3 separate regions of the Sus scrofa genome follow, and regions 1 and 3 are each linked to region 2. Evidence: chromatin contacts called from public HiChIP or PLAC-seq data. All regions are on one chromosome and are shown on one strand. The core of a region is the stretch at or near the end of the contact, and the rest is flanking DNA. Distances in the headings are between cores, read along the strand shown. Region 1 holds the start of EIF4H (eukaryotic translation initiation factor 4H). Region 2 holds the start of LIMK1 (LIM domain kinase 1). Region 3 holds the start of LAT2 (linker for activation of T-cells family member 2).

Region 1 (4,941 bases), core at 737-3,236, 69 kb before region 2:
TTTAATTTTTATTTATTAATTTATTTTTTATTTTGCTTTTGAGGGCCGAACCTGTGGCATATGGAGGTTTCCAGGCAAGGGGTCCAATCGGAGCTACGGCTGCCGGCCTACACCACAGCAATGCTGAACCTGAGCCTCACTGTGACCTACACCACAGCTCACACACAGCCAGATCCTTAACCCACTGAGCGAGGGATTGAACCTGCAACCTCATGGTTCCTAGCCGGATTCATTTCTGCTGCGCTACAATGCGAACTCCAGAAATTTACTTTTGATTATGTTCTGCTGTTCAAGGCACTCCAACTGTCAAACTGACATTTACTGAAAGTCCACTTGAGCACCTCAAGCCAGCAGAACAGCTGGTAAAGGCAAAATTAAAAAACAAAACCCCAGGCTCTGTATAACGCGACTAACAATGTAGTCCCAAACCAACTAAAATTCCTTGGATCTGTCTTAATTTGTTTTCAAATTACCTAGGGTTTTCCTAGATAGTTTCAAATGTTTTTTGAAACCAGTGAAAGAAAAAAAACAAAAAACAAAACAAAACAAAACCCTAGTTATTAAATTTCAAGATGACTGAAGTACACATTTGATGTCTAGAAACCTACCCCAAAGGCAGTAATTCTACCTGTCGTCCAACATCTATTTCTTTTTTATTAGCAAATAAAGTATTCTTTGAAATAACTGGCGGCTCCACCTCCCTTAACTTCTATGTTCTAGTGCCCTGAATGTTACTGGGTACGCTCCTACACCCAAACAAGCTTTTTTATTTGAGCCATTCCCAAACCAAGGTATTAAAAGATCATTCTTCACCAAACAAAGATACTATAGGGATTGAAACCCAGGAGACCGGACACCTCAGTAAGTACTATTGTGGTGTTATCTGGGAAAGTAATCCTTTCTGTGTACCACACAAAGGCCAAGTGTGCCGCTGACAAATAGCAAAATATTCATAGCTACCTTCTAAATTCTGTATGAGGTTAACTCGCGTCTAAAAAAAAAAAATTATCCAGGGCGAGTTCCTGGAATTAAGCACCGTATAAGCAAGCTTATTCGCCAGTCAGGGATTTTTCTTTCCAACAAGGTGCCTCAGTTACATATAGTCTGTGTAGCACCAGAATCAGAACGAAGGCTAAATGCGGTTCCTTCTCCAGATCAGATGGAAAAACCGGGCAGAATAACACTTTCTGCCAAGAAGCAAGAAGCACTTGTCAACGAGGCACTCTGACCCAAGACAGGATAGATACAATGCGGTGATGTACTTGTTTTGGTTGGTCTCCCCCCATTCAGGGCTGAATTGGCCTATTCCTGGGCTCCAGCCGCCAAATCCCAGCCTCACACGTAAAGGGAAGGGAATCGCCCCTCTCTCGGCCTTCCGACCTTACCCAGCCCGCTGGCCTCATGGCGAAAGGAACCAGGAAGCCTGCAGTGCAGGCGGACAAACAGGACAACAGGAAGCCGAGGCCAGGACCGGAGCAGGGAAGGCCGCGGCCCCCACCCCTGCGTCGCAGCACAGCCGTACTGGGGGATGGGGCTGGAAACGGGAGCTTGTCCTCATAGGCACTCGGCGCGGCTGCGGCCCGGCCCTGAGGTCGAGGCACAGGGAAGACGACGCGTCACAGGTAGCGGGGGGCACAGGGAATGATCTGCCCCGCGAGCAAAACCTTGGGAGCCTAACCGCCGCCCTCCCCTCCCCGAGCGCGCCATTTCCAGGCTCCGGCCCTCCAGGCGCCTCTCCACCAGGCCTCCGCCGGTCCAGCCCGGCTCCTACTGCTTGCCGCCCCGGGTGAGCGCCGGAAGGCCGCCGCCCAGGGGCCCCCGACCCCGCCTGCCTCCCGCGCCCGGCCTGGGCCAGCGCACGCCCGCCTCACCCTCTGCCGCCGCCAAAGCTGCTGTAGGCCCGATCGTCGTAGGTATCGAAGTCCGCCATTTGCCGTCTCCGCTCCGAGAGGAACCAGGGTGAGCGAGGAAGGACCCCGCAATATAACTCCCCCCGCCCCGCCGCCGGGGCTGTCCTCCGCGCCGCCTGATCGCAAATCGCACGCACGCACGCGCGCGTGCGCGCACATAAGCCGCGCCGCGCCCGGCCTGGGCGGACGGGCCTCTTCTGGCCCGGCGCGCTTTGCGGCCCACGTGGGGCGGCAGCACCTCGGCCGAGCGCCTGCCCTCGCGCCGCTGCCCATTGTGTGCTAGCCCAGGGGCTTCAACCCGCAGCTGCCTCCTGCCCCCGCCCCGCCCCGCCCCGCGCGTGGACATGAGCCTTGCGTTCCCTCGCGAACCTCTGGTCGCTTCCTCTGCGCGCTGTGAAGGCTTTCCGGGCTGGCCTTGGAATCTGCGCCGGGCCCGCGGTGCTTCTGTCACTTAGCTTTTCGAACTCCAGACCTGGGAGGGACCACAGAGGCCTCCTCCGCTTGGCTCCACTCCGACACCCTCCCGGCCAAGCGGTCGCTCTCTTAACACCAGCATAAGGGTCACCTCCCCCAGGACGGAGACCCCACAGAGCTAAGCACTCGTTGAGAATGCACAGAGGCGAAGGGCCTGGGAAGGGTGAGATCTGGGAAGGGTGAGATCGAGGTCAGGATCCGAGCATGCAAGTCGATAGGGATGCTTTTCTGAATGCGGCCTGGATGTTGGCAGGGAGTGGGTATTGGGACTGGAGTATAGGTTATTGTAGCAGCAAGAGTTGGAGCCTCTTTCTTTTGAAAAAGAATTGCCTCAAGCAATAGCAAAGAATGGATATGCAATGAGAAGTCATTACCTTGGTAATGTCTAGGAAGAATTTAAAAGAATCAGGATTTTTGCAGTACCTGCTTTGTACTGTTGTATATATTTAACCATTTTCTGCTACTGTATCCCAGTGCTGGCATCCACAGGGCAGCTGTTAACGCCTTTTTTGCTTTTGTTTCTCTTTCTTTCCAAGTAATAAAACCACTTAACTCTACAGTGGACCCAGAGTAACCTGGGCTGTGCCTCTTACTGTGTGGCCTCAAGCAAGTTATTTAATCTCTTTAGTTTCTAAACTTTATCATGCTGTCGTAAGGGGAGGCTGTTACCCACCTCCTCAGATTGTAAAGATTAGATGAAAAAATGGTAAAATTCCTGGTCCACAGTAATTTCATTATCAGCACCTACATTGGTGTTTTACATAGAGTTTACAAATCTCTTTTGGCTGTGTACCACCACTCAGAGGAAGAGGCTTGCCCAAGGTCACACTCCTTTGATCTGAAGGCCTACGGCTCAGAGAAGAACCAATGATTTTTTTTTTTTTTTTTTTTTTTTTTGCTTTTTAGGGCCGCACCCACAGTATATGGAGGTTCCCAGGCTAGGGGTCTAATTGGAGCCATAGCCACCAGCCTACGCCAGAGCCACAGCAATGCCAGATCTGAGCTGTGTCTGCAACCTACAACACAGCTTACGGCAACGCTGGATCCTTAACCCACTGAGCAGAGCCAGGGATCGAACCTGCAACCTCATGGTTCCTAGTAGGATTTATTAACCACTGAGCCATTACGGGAACTCCCAGATGCTACTTTCTCTAAAATGCCTTTGTGTAGTGGTGAAGCTCGTGGGTGCCTTTCAAACTCCCTGTATTTAAATTGTGGCCAAACCACTTAACTGTTAGCTGTGTGACTCAAGCCAATTGTTTAATCTGTCACTTCTTTGGCTAGAAAAGAATAATAATCATTGTGATAACAGTTTTCAGTATTCAGCCTTTTTTTTTTTTTTTTTCTTTTTGTCTTTTTGCCTTTTCTTGAGCTGCTTCTGCAGCATATGGAGGTTCCCAGGCTAGGGGTCTAATCGGAGCTGTAGCCACCGGTCTACGCCAGAGCCACAGCAACATGGGATCCAAGCCTCGTCTGCGACCCACACCACAGCTCACAGCAATGCCAGATCCTTAACTCACTGAGCAAAGGCAGGGATCAAACCTGCAACCTCATGGTTCCTAGTCGGATTCACTAACCACTGCGCCATGACGGGAACTCCAGTATTCAGCTATTTTAAAAAAATTGTATTGCAGTAGAGTGATGTACAATGGTGTTAGTTTCAGGTGTACAGCAACGTGGTTTGGTTATACATAGAGACATAGCCATTCCCGTATAGGTTATCACAGAATACTGAGTAGATTTTCCCGTGCTATACAGCAGGTTCCCCATTGACCATCCATTCCATATACTGTAGTGTGCATAGACCATTCCAAGCTCCAGATCCTTCCCTCCCCCCACCCATCCCTTTTGGTAATCATACGGTTTGTTTTCAAAGTCTGTGAGTCTGTTTCTGTTTTGTAAATATGTTTATTTGCATCATTTTTTTTTTTAGATTCCACATATAAGTAATATTACATGCTATTTGTCTTTCTCTGACTTACTTCACTTAGTGTAATAATCTCTAGGTCTGTCCATGTTGCTGCAAATGGCACTTCATTCTTTTTTTATGGCTGAGTAATATTCCATTGCATATATGTACTACATTTTCTGTATCTATTCCTCTGTTGATGGATATTTTAGTTGCTTCCATGTCTTGGCTATTGTAAATAGTAGTGTTCAGCTATTTTTAAGTTCTGACAGGTTGGTGTTTTATTGCTGAAATACTGTTAACATATCTAAAATAATCTGAAATATAAATCATTTTTGTGTCAAGATTAAGATCAATGACTTAGTCAATTTATGTGAAAAGACATACTAATAGTCTTACAAATCTATGTGGATATGCCGCTGTGTGAATCTCAGCAAGCATCTGTATTGAGCTACTGCAAAGCTTCTGTCACAAGCATGTTGTGTTACTCTAGGTTAAAGACTTTCCAAACAAGGGAATATGAATATGAGAAAAATTGAAATAACATCTCTATCTATACATGATGAAAATAGAGAAGAAAAAAGTATTATGTGTTCTTTGTAACCAAAAATATAGGTCACTAGCACTAAAAATGTGCAGACTTTGCAA
Region 2 (4,593 bases), core at 2,017-4,516:
CAGCCATGGCAACGCCAGATGCGAACTGTGTCTGCGGCCTACACCACAGTTCATGGCAATGCCAGATCCTTAACCCACTGAGCGAGGCCAGGGATCGAACCTGCAACCTCATAGTTCCTAGTTGGATTTGTTTCCACTGTGCCACGACGGGAACTCCTAAACATTATGTTTTAAAAAGAAAAAAAATTCCGTAAGAGTCTCCCACGGCCTAAATTAAACTCCTTCACCTGGTGGTTGATGCCCTGACCCCAGCTGGGCCTCCCAGGTTTGCGTTTCCTCCTTCCCCCTGCCCCCTCTTGGCTGCCTCTCAACATACGGAACTCCGGGGCCAGGGATCAGATCAGAGCCACAGTCTCGACCTAAGGGGAAGCTTAGGCTGGATCCTTAGCCCACTGTGCCAGGTTAGGGATTGAACCAGCATCCCAGGGCTCCTAAGACACTGCCAATCCCAATGCACCACAGCAGGAGCGCCTACCCTCCCCCCTCTTTTTTTTTTTTTTAATTTGTCTTTTTAGGGCCCCACCCCCACCATATGGAGGGTCCCAGGCTAGGGGTCAGATGGGAGCCATAGCCACTGGCCCATGCCACAGCCACAGCAACCCTGGATCCGAGCCACATCTGCGACCCATATCACAGCTCACGGCAACAGTGGATCCTTAACCCACTGAGCGAGGCCAAGGATCGAACCTGCGTACTCATGGATACCAATTGGGTTCATTACCACTGAGCCACCAATTGGGTTCATTACCACTGAGCCACGACTGGAACTCTCTTCCCTCTTTTTTGCTGCCTTCCTGCCTAAATGTGGCTGTTCACCAACTGGGCCAGGCCCTGTCACTAGCCTGCCCTTTGAACCTGCTGGGTCCTCGGTCTGGAATCATTTCCCACCATGCCTCTCCATGTGGGAAATCGCACGTCCTCTGGACCCCGGCTCTGGCCCTACAGAGTATCTAAGGCTGTCCCTGCCCCTGCTTCTCAGGACAGTCCTCCTGGGCTGCTGGGCCACAGCTCTGAGCCTACTCTTTTCACTGGGAGTCAGTATCCAGAGGGAAGGGACTGATCTTACTGGTTATGCATCTTCACAACCAGCCTGTGGTCAGTGAAGGAGGCTGGGCTCCCCCCAGGGCCTGGTTGGTCTCCCTCCTCTCCCTGGAGCACCAGTACCCAGAAAGCAGGGTGCACTGCCCTCCACCTCCCCCACGCCCCGCCAAGGTGCCAGCAGGCTGTGGTATTAGGAGCATAAATGCGAGCCGCTCCTTATCTCTCCTTGGAGGTCTAGAATGACAAAAGGGAAAGGCCTCAAGGGATCTTCCAGTCCAAATGCCTCATTTTACAGACAGGGAAACAGAGGCCAAGGACTCGCTGGAGGTCACAACCAGACATGGCACCAGGAGGGATGGCCATGTCTCTGGCAGGCCTTGCTGAGAGCATCCCAGCACCCGCCAGCCCACCCTACCTGAAGCAGTCTGCGTGCCAGTCAGCATTCAGGGCCTGGAGGTACTGGCCATCATAGATCCTCTGGCCGCAGCTCGCACACACGGGCAACTCGCTTCCTGCAGGGGAGAGAAGGGCGTTGGGAACCATTCTCAGGCAGGGCAGTTTGCTGCAAGCCTGCCTGACCCCACATGCACATCCACAGATCCTGGTGCACACACGCAGCGCCAGGCTGAGCTGTGCAGGACTGAGCACGTAGGTCTGAGAGTCTTGCTGAGACCACGGCTACGTCACCAAGCCCCTCTGCGCCTCAGTTTCTCTATCTGTAAACCGAGGAGGAGGAGCAGATGTCTGCCCTCCAGCAATGGCATTCTTCAACGCAGGGTCCGGCAAGAGAAAATGGGGAGAGAGAAAGCAGCATGATTTAGAAATAAGGCAGTGGCACTCCTGTCACAGCTCCCTTTCCTCCCCTGCCTGCCCAGGAAGTGGACCCTTCAAAGGGCAGGGACCGGACAGAGCTATGGAAGGCCTGGCTATGCCCTGGCCTAACAAGGGGCCAGGGCCACAGGGCTGAGCAATCCCAGACACCTGCTCCGGGGAGGCCTGGCACCTGGTCAAGCTGGCCTCTAGGCATGCTTAGTCATCCTTAGGGCCTGGCACCCTTGGGGCTGGGTGGGCCCTAGAGATCCCCCAGCTTGCCCCTTCCTGTTATACAGATGGGGAGACTGAACCCTGGAAAGGGTAAGGCTGGCTGGGTCACTAGCCAGGCTCCAAGACCCTCCAAGAGGACCTAGAGACCCAGGGGCTACCATAAGGTGGGCCCCTGCTCCAAGTGGGCCTTCACAGACCTGGGGGAAGGCTGGCAGGAGTCCTAGGAGAGGGCAGGGCTGGAGGGGCCAGCACAGTAGGATCTTTGTTGGAACAGGAAGGCCTATGAGGTGGCTCAGCAACAGAAAGCTGGGAAAGAAGACCCCATGGAGGGAATCTGGGGTGGGGGGGCTTCATACCCTAACTGTCCTGCAAGGCCAAGGCTTGGGGCCCAGTAGGGGCAAGGGACGCTAGAGGACGCTATTATGAGTCATCCTCCCAGCCAAGACTGGCAGGCACTAGGTTTGGTGCAGAGAGAGGGGTTGGGGGCCCCAGTACACAGCCAAAGGTTCCATGCAGGCGCACCTCTGCTCTGCCCACCCGGCTCCCAACAACGAGGACCGGGGCCCAACTGTCCAAAAGGGTAAACTGAGGCCTGGCCGGTAGCGCCTGGCTCAAGGTCACGAGTCGGCCAGGCGCGGGGCTGCGCCTCGGACCCAGAACTGCGGCTTCCCCAGCATCTCTTCTTTCCCAAACGGGCTAGAGAATGGGTAAGGGCTGGGCAGGCGGTGCTAGGGATTCCTCCGGGGTGGTCGTGGGTCGGGGGATGGGAGAAGGTAGGGATGAAAGGGAGGAGGGGCCCTCCGCCCGCGGGAGGGCAGCCCACCCGGGCGAGGAGGGGGAAACGGGATGGGAGCGTATCAGGGAGGGGCCTACGGGCTTCGGAAGGACGAGCTCATCCCGGAGGACACAGGGGCGCGGCCCGGCGGCAGACCCGGCCTCCACGGCGGCCCGGCCCGGCCCCCTCCCGTGCCCCCCGCTTCCCCGTCTTCCCCCGCGCGGCGCCCCCGCCCGCCAGGCCCCGGGGTCGGCGTCCCGCCGGCCAGCGCCCCGCGCACCTTCCTCTCCCATACGTTCTTCCCTCCAGGTGCAACAAAGTAGCGTCAACCTCATGCACTCGGCGGGGGGCGGGGCCCGGCGGGGCTGGGGCTGGGGGCGGCCCGGGCCCGGTGCGCTCGCCCGCAGCCGCCACCGCCGCCGCCGCCGCCGCCGGCCCGGGAGGCGGGGGCGGAGAGCGCGGGCCGGGCCGGAGTGGGCTCGGGGCTCGCGGCGCCGCCGCCGCCTCTCGGACACCGGCACCGGCTCCGCGCCGCGGCGGCCTGGGCACCAAGCGGAGGGGCGGGCCGGGGCGGGGCCTCGGAGCTGCGGCACGGGGGCGGGGCGGGGCGCGGGCGAGCGGCGGATCTGCCCTGCGCGGCCCCGCCCCGCGCCTTCAGCGGCGCCCCGCCCCGCCCGGCCCCGCTCGGCTCGGCTCCTGCTTTCATTCATCTTTCCTGAACGGCAATTCTCTGCTCGGCGCCCCCGAGCCAAGCGGAAAGCTGCGGCTTAGGTGGGATACGTGCTCTGATTCAGCGACAACCTAGGGGATGTAGAAACTCCAATTAGGGGCCTCAGTTTCCCCGCGGGGAGCGCCTCTGACCCCAAGCCTGCTGGATAGAACCTAGAACCGAGACCTGACCCGGAGGAGAAGTTCTGGACCCTGAGGACCGTAGTGGTTGCCTCAGGGAGGGGCGCCTGCCAGGTCCTCTCCCTCTCTGAGGCCTGCCAGTGAAGGCAGGCTCCGGCAGGGACGGGGGGAAGGAGATGGCCACGTTTCAGGCCCTCACCAGCTAGGCAGGGGCGCTAAGGGAGCAGGACCTTGGGGAGGATGTGACACCTGAGCTCAGGGATTTGCTTCTCCTAGTGCTGGAGACCGGGAGCTGGCGCCGCCCTGCCCCTGGTTCAGGGGGCACAGCTGGATGGGGTTTTGGCTGAGTGAAGTGGCCAGAGGAATTGGGCGGTCCCTAAAGCACACGGTGCTCAGTCCAGCACTGGGAGCCTGGAGCACCCCGCCAACAGCTGAAGAATCTACAACTAACCCTTACAGAATGGACTTGTGGCCACAAAAGATTCTTGAAAAGAAGCCAGAGATTGGAGTTCCTGTTGTGGTGCAGTGGTTAACGAATCTGACTAGGAACCATGAGATTGCAGGTTTGATCCCTGGCCTTGCTCAGTGGGTTAAGGATCTGGCGTTGCCGTGAGCTGTGGTGTAGGTCGCAGACGCAGCTCGGATCCCACATTGCTGTGGCTCTGGTGTAGGCCGGTGGCTACAGCTCTGAGTAGACCCACTAGCCTGGGAACCTACATATGCCCTGCGAGTGGCCCTAGAAAAGGAAGAAAAAAAAAAAGGCAGAGATTGAAGACTGTGAGACTAGCGAAGAGGGAGTTCCTGTTGTGGTGCAGGGGGTTAAGAATCTGGCTAGTATCCATGAGGACGCAGGTTTTTTTTTTTTTTTTTTTTTTTTTTGTTGT
Region 3 (4,262 bases), core at 814-3,313, 100 kb before region 2:
CCTCTGTTAAACCGGGGAAATGACTTTCAACCCTCAGGTTGGTCGTGTGAGGCCCAGCACTGAACTGACGCCTGCCAGGTGCTAGAGCAGGCTAGTGGGGCACAGTTGGCTGGGACCACCATGACTTGCCAGCACCACGGTCCCCAAAGGATGGAAAGCGGCAGCCGCAGCCTGTTGGGGCCAGAGCTGGCTGGACGGCCTGCAGTGAACAGTATGAGGCAACCCTACCTGAAACCTGCCTTGCCTGGTCCCCAAGATCTGCAGGTCTAAGCCCCCTCAACAACTGTCCAACACGGGGGCGGGGGGCGTTGTGCGGGGACCCTGGGAGGGGCTGGGATCTGAAGAGAGTGTGGCCTTTGCCCAGCCCCCCAGTTGTCCAAGACAGGCAGAGCATCACCTCGGAGACGCCAGCTCCTGCCTTCCGAGGGAGGAGAGGGAAGCCCAGAGAGGTGAGTACTCCTTCTGAGGTCACACAGCTGAGCGGTCAGAGCCGGCATCCGCTCCCAGGGTGGGCTGACGCCCGGGCCTACACTCTGCTACGTGAATCCTTCCTTACAGGACGTTTTAAAGATGTACACAATATTTTTTAAAAGACACTCGTTTGAGGAAAACCTCTGTGGCTGCCCCCCAGACGGAATCAATCTGTTCGCTTTCCTCCTTTCCCATCCAGGTCTGAGAGCAGGTGGGCGGGGGACAGGGAGGCGGAGGGGCTGGGCCCCAGCAGAGCCAGGCCTCGCAGCCGCAGGAGGGCCCCTAGGGGCCGGCAGGGCTGGGTGGGGTGGGGAGGGGAGGCCCTCAGCCCGTGGCCTGCGGGGCCAAAATAGCAGAAAGGGAAGTGGGCAGTTTTCATATGAACAAGGTTTGCAACAAGCCGATGGCGGAAAAGCTCTCGGGGCTGGGCTGAGCGAGCCTCAGCACCCACCTCCCGTCCCCAAGGCGCCTTGGTGGCCCTCCTGCCCGGCCTCCCAGCCCTCCTCATGCTGGAGAAGGGGAACCTGGGACCCCTAGGGCCGAAGGGCAGGCTCTGGGGGCTAAGCGGGGAGCCAGAGGTCCGGCCCAAGCCCTGAGAAGGCTTTATCCGCGGGGCTCTGCTCCATTTTCCCAAATGACCTTGGCCTTCCGATGAGGCCAGGAGGACTCCAATGGAGGCTCTTTACGCTCCAGCGGCAGGTGCAGGGGCCCGGACGGCAGCCCTTGTTCTGGGGCAGGGGTGGGGGATGGTGAACAGAGCGGCCACCACGAGCAGCCCAGGGCCTGTAGTTCCTCCAGCCGCACAGGAGCGAGCTGGCTGGGGCTCGGGACGGCCGGGACAGCCGCTTCTCCCTGGCCCAGGGCAGGACCTGGGCCTGCCCGTCTGTAGCGTCTCACCCGACCTCCCATAGCCCTGTGGCAGGGCAGCTCCAGTCCCATTATACAGATGAAGAAACTCAGGCTCACAGGCCTGCCCCGGGGAGCGGCTGCCCTGGGGCTCCCCAGGGCTGTGCGGGCTGGGCTGGGGAAAATGGGGGCAGGAGAGTAGCCGGAGCCCCAGAAATAGCTGCACCTCTAGTGCTGCAGGGTCTGGGGTGAGGGCCCCCTAGCCAGGGGTGCCAGGACAGTGCCGGGGCCAAGGCAGGGGGTGCCGGGCGGCCTGGCTTCTTCCCAGCCCCCACCCCCACCCCCAGCCGGCAGCCAAGTGCTCCTGCTCGGCCAGCGAGGCCACTCCCATCCCCTGTGGGGTGTCTGGGGACAGCTCAGGACCCCTGCCTTGGGGCCAGGCTCCAGGCACCCCTGGGAAAGGCTTACCTGAGAGCAGGCGCTCCTCACTGCGGCCACCTCATCCTGAGCCCACACACCTGCCCGAGCCGATGCCAACGCCACAGACACTGGCGGGCAGCAGGCAAGGCGGCGGGCTTCCTGTCAGCCACTGAATCATCCCTCACACATCCGCTGCTCTGCCGGACAGGCTCGGCTCTCACAGAGGCAGAGACAGAGAGAGACAGAGACAGAGACCAAGACGGAGGCGGAGACAGAGAGAGACAGAGAACAAGACGGAGGCAGTCAGGCAGAGAGAGAGACGTGCACGGACACACACACAACACACACTAAATACACACACACAACCACAACACACACAGGCCTCACAGAGGGGAAGAGACAGAGGGGGACAGGGAGAAAGAGCATGAAATAGGGCTGCTTGCATATCACGCACAGGCAGGGACAAAGAGTGGGAAGACACGGAGAGAGACACGCTGAAAACACAGAAACACAGAAATACACGTCCACACCCATACCCATGGGACATGGGTGGATGGGCGCAGAGAGATGCAAGCCAGGCCAGACATGACAAAGAGCCAGGAGTTCCCGTCGTGGCTCAGTGGTTAACGAATCTGACTAGGAACCGCGGGGTTGCGGGTTCAATCCCTGGCCTCGCTCAGTGGGTTAAGGATCCCGCGTTGCTGTGGCTGTGGTGTCGGCTGGCGGCTCCAGCTCCAGTTGGACCTCTAGTCTGGAAACCTCCATATGCCACCGGTGAGGCCCTAGAAAAGGTAAAAAACAAAAAACAAAAACAATAATAATAATAACAAAGAGCCAGAGGAGTTCCCATTGTGGCTCAAGGGGTTAAGAACCCAACTAGTATCCAAGAGGATGCAGGTTCAAACCCTGGCCCCTCTCAGGGGGTTAATGTTCCAGCGTTACCACAAGCTGTGGTGTAGGCTGCAGATGTGGCTCAGATCCGGCGTTGCTGTGGCTGTGGTGCAGGCCGGCAGCTGCAGCTCCAGCTGGCCCCTGGCCTGGGAACTTCCACATGCCGTGGGTGCGGCCCTCTAGAGAAAAAACAGCCAGAGACAAAGAGAGATGGATGGAGAGGCCACTGAGGTGAAGAGACAACGCTGGAGGATAGAAGGAAGGACAATCCCGGCTCCTCCTTCAGTCCCAGGAGCCTTCTCACCCCCATTTTCCAGATGAGGCTCGTGGAGGCGTGGAGCTGGCCCCAGGCAGGCGGCAGGCCCGGGCCGGGGTGGGGGGAAAGCAGGGCAGTTAGGACCCAGCCCCCAGGCTCTCCACCTGCTGCCCAGCCCCTGGGCACTTCCTTCAGAGGTGAGAACGGTGCTGAGAGGTGGGTGCCCCACACGCAGCACACATTCTCCAGGGCCTCCTGTTATGTGTCACTAAACACCTTGTCCAAGGCCACTGAACTCTTAGTGGCACGCCACCCCATGAGGGTCTCCCAACCCCCACCTGCCTGGCATCTCAGAGCCTGGGCTCCCGAGCTCTGGGGCCCGTCTTGGCTGGGGCGGGGCTTTCAGCCCCAGCCTGGGGTGGCCCGGACGTCCCAGACCAGGCCAGGCAGTCCAGCCGCAGTGGAAGTGCCCCCAGGAGGCCCTGCCAGAACCGAAACAGAAACACAGGGGCTGGGCGCCCTCTGCTGCCACCCTGTGGGAGAGAAGGGTAGCGCAGGGACCCGAGATCCCTGGGCAGAGTGCCAGAAGTTGTCTCCACGGCAAACTGTGACACAAGGACTAAAGCCAACCTTATCTGAATTGCAGAGCTGCACCTGTGACGCACGCTGCCTCCCTCGTTCCACATGGGGCAGTGCAACGTGTAAGGCCCACGGCAACACTTTCCAGGGACACCTTGGCAAGGGCATAGACTAAGAATCCTAGAGGTAAGCTGGTTGTGAACACAGAGTCCAAAGCCTGTTGTCTCTTCACCACCCATGAGTTCAGGTCCTGGCTGGGACCACCTGCCTGGACCCTCCTCACCCACGAGGACGAGCCAGAGTGGGTCTCCAGCCGCTTCTCAGCTACGCGCCTGCCTGGGGTTTCCTGCCCGTGGAGACACAGAAACTCCAGGGTCTGGTGGGAACGGAGCTCTCATCCACATGCCAGCTTCTGTCATGGGCCTTTCTTAGCGACGGCAGGTGTTGAAGTGACCACCAACCACGGGCAAAGACTCAGGTGCATCCACAGCAGCACTGAGGAAACCTCCTGGACCCTCCTGGAGCTCGTCTTCTATCCACAGAAACAGGCCCGTCAACCTTTTGGACCTGAGTGGAAGGATGACCCTGCTCCCTTGCAGGGCAATTCTCAAATCTCTCCCAGTTCTATTCTACTTATAGGCCATTCAGCCGTGAGTTAGAAAATAAGCTTTAAAAAACTAGACATTTCATGTCCAGCTGTGTAAATGCCAGTGAATTTTTTTTTTTTTTTTTTTTTTTTGTCTTTTTAGGGCCTTGCCTGTGGCATATGGTGGTTCCCAGGCCAGGGGTCAAATTGGAG

What was found. HiChIP or PLAC-seq counts read pairs in DNA pulled down with a chosen protein or histone mark.
Region 1: a contact with region 2 is called in an H3K27ac HiChIP or PLAC-seq map of alveolar macrophages. The contact joins the promoter of EIF4H here to the promoter of LIMK1 in region 2. A contact is called at or near these places in 2 of 5 promoter capture datasets (fetal skeletal muscle and liver), 12 of 47 Hi-C or Micro-C datasets (alveolar macrophages, brain, embryonic fibroblasts and 8 more) and 2 of 2 datasets of contacts at active chromatin or transcription factors (alveolar macrophages and skeletal muscle).
Region 3: a contact with region 2 is called in an H3K27ac HiChIP or PLAC-seq map of alveolar macrophages. The contact joins the promoter of LAT2 here to the promoter of LIMK1 in region 2. A contact is called at or near these places in 2 of 5 promoter capture datasets (fetal liver and liver), 28 of 47 Hi-C or Micro-C datasets (alveolar macrophages, blood, brain and 16 more) and 2 of 2 datasets of contacts at active chromatin or transcription factors (alveolar macrophages and skeletal muscle).

Annotation. Positions count from the first base shown.
Region 1 is chr3:11,318,531-11,323,471 of Sscrofa11.1, reverse strand. EIF4H (eukaryotic translation initiation factor 4H) reads right to left here and starts at 1,986. Exons shown (of 6, transcript NM_001243448.1): 1 at 1,872-1,986. The coding sequence starts at 1,930.
Region 2 is chr3:11,251,493-11,256,085 of Sscrofa11.1, reverse strand. LIMK1 (LIM domain kinase 1) reads right to left here and starts at 3,266. Exons shown (of 16, transcript XM_021086335.1): 1 at 3,141-3,266; 2 at 1,457-1,553. The coding sequence starts at 3,195.
Region 3 is chr3:11,351,674-11,355,935 of Sscrofa11.1, reverse strand. It overlaps LAT2 (linker for activation of T-cells family member 2), which reads right to left and starts at 2,063. Exons shown (of 13, transcript NM_001243411.1): 1 at 1,786-2,063.